2 separate regions of the Gossypium arboreum genome follow, and region 2 is linked to region 1. A link is a contact called in public Hi-C data. All regions are on one chromosome and are shown on one strand. Each heading gives the region's core, a stretch centred on a gene start, on an enhancer-like site or on the middle of the called end of the contact. The rest is flanking DNA. Distances are from core to core; before and after follow the strand shown.

Region 1 (2,778 bases), core at 110-2,609:
AAAATCTCTGAATGTTTCATAAACACAATTTTGTGTGAACTTTCATTTTATATATTAAGGGATAGTGATTTTTTTCAAAAATTTGTGGATTATTTTTTAATGTGTGGGATAAATTTTTTATTTGTGAAATTTATTGATGATTATTTTATAAAATTTATTAATATTTTTATATTTGAAATTATTTGATTTAATTTATTTTATATTTTAAAATATTTTTAGGATAAATTTTAAAATTATACATGAATAAATTTTAAAATTATACATGAATTTTGATTTAATGTGCAAGTATGTACATGAATTTTAATTTGGTGTTATTATATACGTTAAGCTCTAATTGTGATTCAAATGTATATTTAAAACTTTAATTTTGATTTAATCCTACATATTTAAAGAAATAAATACATCAATTTATTTTTATATTGATTAAATACAATTATTTATGTATGTAATATATAAACATAAAAATAATGTTGTATCAATAATTATGTTAATAATTTACGAGAATTGAATTAAATCAAAATCAAAATTCATATATACAATTATATAATATATAATTTTAATATTTACCCTATTTTTATATATTAAACATTTTATGCAAAAATATTTGTGAATTCAAAACGATACAATGGAATAAAACATCGCATATCAGTTTCAATGAAAAAACGGTGCTTCCATATAGGGGTGAGTATTCGATCTAGTCGAGTCAATTGAGTCAAAAAAATTTCGAGTTAGTTGAGTTGACGAATCATATTCTAACAACCGAACTCAATTTGAATTTTTTTCGAATCGGATAGTATCAAGTCAAAAAATTTCGAGTCAAGTCGAGTCGAGTTAACGAATCCTATTATTTATATATATTTAACTAGCAAAAGAAGTATAAAATTATTTAACTACATAAACAATATAATGGTTTTACCTTTTTAACTTAATGAGTAAACATTTACCAAAATAACGCAATTTTGCCTTTTAATTTAATGGTTTTAACTTTTAACTTTAGAAAAGGTAAACATTTATCAAAATGATAATTTTGTCTTTTCTTATTCAAATTTTTAGATAACTCAAATTGTGTAATTTATATTCGAATTAAACCGAAAAACTTAATTTTTTATTCAAATTGATTAAAATAACTTTAACCATTTAATTTAAAATAACCAAATTTTATTCAATTTTTCGAATTTAATCGAATTTTACTCGCCCCAAATTCCATAAATGCAGTTGGGACTATCTTGCTAGATATAGAAAATGAACGGTTAAGATCACACTTTACAATCTGCGGAATCTCCCATCAGATTACAAGATCGAACGGCCGGGATCACATTTTACCTCCACTGGATCCCACATTCACCAGGAAAAAGATTGTTATATAAAAATATAATATGCTGCTTCCATTTTTCCTCTCTCTCGCAGCAGAACAAACTTCATTTCTTCGTCACCAGAAGAAGAAAAAGAAAAAAACAGTTTCCTTAAATTTTCTAGGAAATTTAGAGAATGGATGATTACACGAGAGAAATGATGGATTTGAAAACCCTAGTTACACGAACCCTTGAGAAGAAAGGGGTTCTAGCTAAGATCCGGGTAAGAAAAAAAACTTATTATTATTATTTTGGTTTTGTTAATAGAATTTTGTGATTGGTTCTCGTAATCGTGAAAGAATAAAATAATTTGGTTGAAGAATTTGGCTTTCTTAAGTTGTAGTTGAGTAAAAAGGTCCTCTTTTGGCTGGATCTCATGTTCTGAATGATTTTAATTTTGTAAAACTACGTATTTTTAGTATTATTTGAATGGGTGAATTGGGTTTTTAGATCTTTAGCTATTAATGTAGGACCCGCAAGTTAAGATTACATAGTTTTTAAGCATCTAGGTGTGGTTTTATTTGGGGGAATGTTAGAGAAATTAGAAATGCAATTTTTGTTTTTCTGAAGTACTGAGGAGTGAGGAGCAGGGTAGGAAATTTGCAATTATTTTTGTTTAGTTATATGCTGGAAACTTTGAATGTGTAGTAGTGTCTTTGGATCTGGGTATTCTGCATATTTTATTTTCATGCGCTTTAATTGAGCAAATTTGCTGATAATTTCTTTGAAATGTATTGGATTTGTGGAAGGTACAAAATGGGATTAGTGCACCATTTAGCTGCTAATGAAAGGGTTAACTACTTTCGAGTAATTGAAGTGGGAACAGTTTGCTAGATCGGGAGTATCTACTATTTATATTTAATTTGGTTTTGGAAGACTTCAAATGAGCTGTTCCGAGTTTTGATTGTTTCTAAAGGAAATAGAGGAGAAAGTTGTCTCCTGAATTTTCAGGGATGTTGAGCCTAGTTAATGACACTGTTAAATTCTCTCTTGTATTTCGAAGTGCTGGAAATTTGTTTCCCTTGTCTATCTGTGTAGGGCTCCTAGACAGGGGATGAAAGAAAAGAGGGCCAGGGCAAGGGGCATATCAAGTGCCGATCTAATGAAGCCATAATTAGTAGTGTTATTATCTTTAAATGATTGCTGCTTGTGAAGTTTTGGAATTAAGAAAGCTGTTTTCTCCTTTGAGCATTATGTTTCTCGTTTTTCCTCTTTGTTTTGTAATTTTAATTTAATTGGTATTTCAGTTTCCAATGAATTATGCACTTGAATTGCTTTTGGTTAACGATTCTTTGTCACCCCTTTTGGGTTTTTGCTAGGCTGAACTTAGAGCAAGTGTCTTTGAAGCAATAGAAGAGGAAGATCGAGTCATTGAAAAAGAAGAAGGTTTACCTCCTGCATTATTGGGAAGTTGCAATGATCATGC
Region 2 (2,778 bases), core at 153-2,652, 230 kb after region 1:
AGACGGCGACATTCAGAAATATTTTGTGAATGGAGTGCCTTCTATAACTTTCTCGGATAGGATTCACCAATTTCTAATTCAAGATATGGAGAATACCGTGATTTTAAAATTGCTTGGCCGTAATATTGGTTTTTCAGTTTTACAGAATAAATTATATAATCTGTAAAGACTATCAACAACCCTACATATGTTGGATATTGAGAACGGATATTTTCTGGTTAAATTCCAAAATAAGTTGGATTGTGAAATGGCTCTTTCTGAAGGCCTTTGGATCATCTTTGGACAATACTTGACGGTTCAGCCTTGGACGATATCTTTTGACCCCTCACAGGCATATCCAAGCATTATGAAGGCGTGGATCAGATTTCATGGCTTACTAGGTTACTTATACAACCATAAAATTATTACTGAGATAGGAGGGATGGTTGGCAAAGTGGTTAAACTCGATATGAAAACTGATAGTAGAGCTAGAGGGTGCTTTGCTAGAATGTCAGTTTATGTTGATTCGGACAAGCCTTTGGTTTCCCAAATCTTGATCAATGGCCGAAAACAGAATGTGGAATATGAGTATCTATCCACAATTTGTTTTAATTGTGGGAGATATGGTCACGTAGAAAACTCTTGTACTTTCAAGAATTCAGGTGTCACCGGGGAAAATAATTTTACTCCGCATGAAGAGTCACCGGAGATTCAAAAAATGACTAGAGATAGCTCGGGGAAGAAGGTTGAAAATTACGGACTATGGATGATCGTTGAAAGAAAATCAAGGCGGAAATTTAGAGAGAATGCACAAACTCCTTCAGCAAATCAAGAGACTGGAAAAGAAGGATCACGTTTTAGAATCCTTAATAATCGGGAATCCCATAAAAATGTTAATAAGGGTGATATGTTTGATTCTAGACGTAATAAAGGGAAAGAAATAATCAATGGAAACTATACCAGGAAAGATGTTGGCTCTTTTCAAAATGGACGAATTGATTTAGGCAAGAAAAATAATAATAACGGTCAGGTTAAGGGGGTAGGCCGTTTTATTAATAATGGCCCGAGTACTAATGAGGAAAGTGGGCCAATCTCTGGATCCAGCTTGAATTACAACAGGACTAAGGAAATCTTATCGGATTTTAAGAAGCAGACCAGCTTTTTGGGCCTTGGAGATATCTCGGATGCTCAGGCCCAAACTACTTTGGACCAGCCTGGATCTGTCATTATGGCCCAACATAAATCTGTTGTTGCTGGCTACAGTAGCAGTCCTATTGCGATGGTAGACGAGCGACCGCCTTCTACCATTGAAATGGGTCTTCTTCTTGCAGACAATACTAGATCGGTTCAGGTTTCTCTGGTTCTAGAAAGGCGTAACAAAAAGGAATAGGGAGTGGCAGTGGGAAGTCTTGATTCTGGAAGACACACGGCGGTGGTTTTCCATGAAACCTCGAACCCTAACAAATCTACTACTCATCCAAACAGCAGTAAAAGGTTAATTCCGGTGAGTACCTCCGGTTCAGGAAATGGATTCGATACTAGAAGAAAAGGAATTTCTAAGAAATGCAACAAAGCTCTCCATGGGAATAACACTCGATTCACATTCACTGGTTTACAACGGGTGTCTCTGAAGGAGTCGATGAAACAAATTGCTGAAATTCTGTCGGACTCTTCCAATACCAATTTAGACTCAGTGTTACCCAATGAATTGGATGAGCAAAATGAGGGGAGTTTTCTCCTTGGACAGTAAGCTCTTAAGGTTTTCTTTGGTTTTCTTATTTTTTAATTTTCCTTTTTTTAATTATTTTATTAGATTTTGGAAATTGTTATATTTTATTTTGTTTAATTTTCTTTTTATGATTATGGGATTAAATCTAAAAATATTTACATGGAACTGTCATGGATGTGTTAGCAGGAATTTTATTCATGCCTTTTGAGAATATAATGAGGAGCACAAGTCAGATATTGTCTGTTTGGTTGAACCGAGAGTGAGTGGCAACAAGGCCAATGATATTATTGAGAAATTAGGATTTAATTTTTCGCATCGGGTTGAAGTAGTGGGGTTTTTAGGTGGTATCTGGGTGGGGTGGAAGGATTCTATTCACATTAGAATCATTCAAAACCATCCACAATTTATTTTTTTAAGTGTTGATAATCTTATTCCCGATAAATCCATTCTCATTTCTTTTGTGTATGGTAGTCCAGATAGGTCTAAACGGAACCTCCTCTGGAAAGGTTTACAATCCATCACTCCTAATAATTTCACCCATTGGCTTGTTATGGGAGATTTTAATGCGATCTTATCTCCTGCTGATAAAAAGAGCCCTTCTACTATTGGTAAGCGTTGTAATTTTTTTGGTAATTTTGTTTACTCATGTGAGTTGCAGGACTTAGGCTATAGCGGCCCCCTTTCATTTGGCAAAGAGGTGGTACTTTAGTCAGACTGGATAGGGCATTCGCAAATGAAACTTGGTTGACTACATTCCCCTAATGTTTAGTACATCACCTCACCCGTATCAAGTCGGATCATTGGCCTCTTTTATTGTTTACTAGACCAGATTTTTGCACTCCTAAAGGCAGGCTTTTCAGATTTTTAGCAGGATGGACGAAGTATAATGACTTTTCCAATTTTTTCAGATGCAAGGGGAATTTTGCAAGTAATATGAGTGACTCCTTAAATAATTGTACTTTTTCTGTTAAAGATTGGAGCAGGAATGTGTACGGCTTTTTGGGTACTCGCAAGAGGAACCTAATGAGATCGCTTAACAATATTCAAAAGGCTTTAGAACATTCTGGCTC

What was found. Hi-C and Micro-C count contacts between places; a contact is called where the count stands out from the background.
Region 2: a contact with region 1 is called in a Hi-C map of leaf, with 3 times the contacts expected there. The contact joins the enhancer-like site here to the promoter of LOC108457675 in region 1. A contact is called at or near these places in 2 of 5 Hi-C or Micro-C datasets (both in leaf).

Annotation. Positions count from the first base shown.
Region 1 is chr4:35,293,053-35,295,830 of ASM2569848v2, forward strand. LOC108457675 (protein TONNEAU 1a-like) reads left to right here and starts at 1,360. Exons shown (of 8, transcript XM_017756746.2): 1 at 1,360-1,575; 2 at 2,672-2,778. The coding sequence starts at 1,489.
Region 2 is chr4:35,522,874-35,525,651 of ASM2569848v2, forward strand. No RefSeq gene overlaps it. Among protein-coding and RNA genes, the nearest start is that of LOC108459098, 18 kb to the left of the region's middle. Within about 2 kb of position 1,403, at least 2 of the 2 cell types and tissues checked have an H3K27ac peak or open chromatin away from gene starts, as enhancers often do. A contact at or near this core is called in leaf, where this site is marked.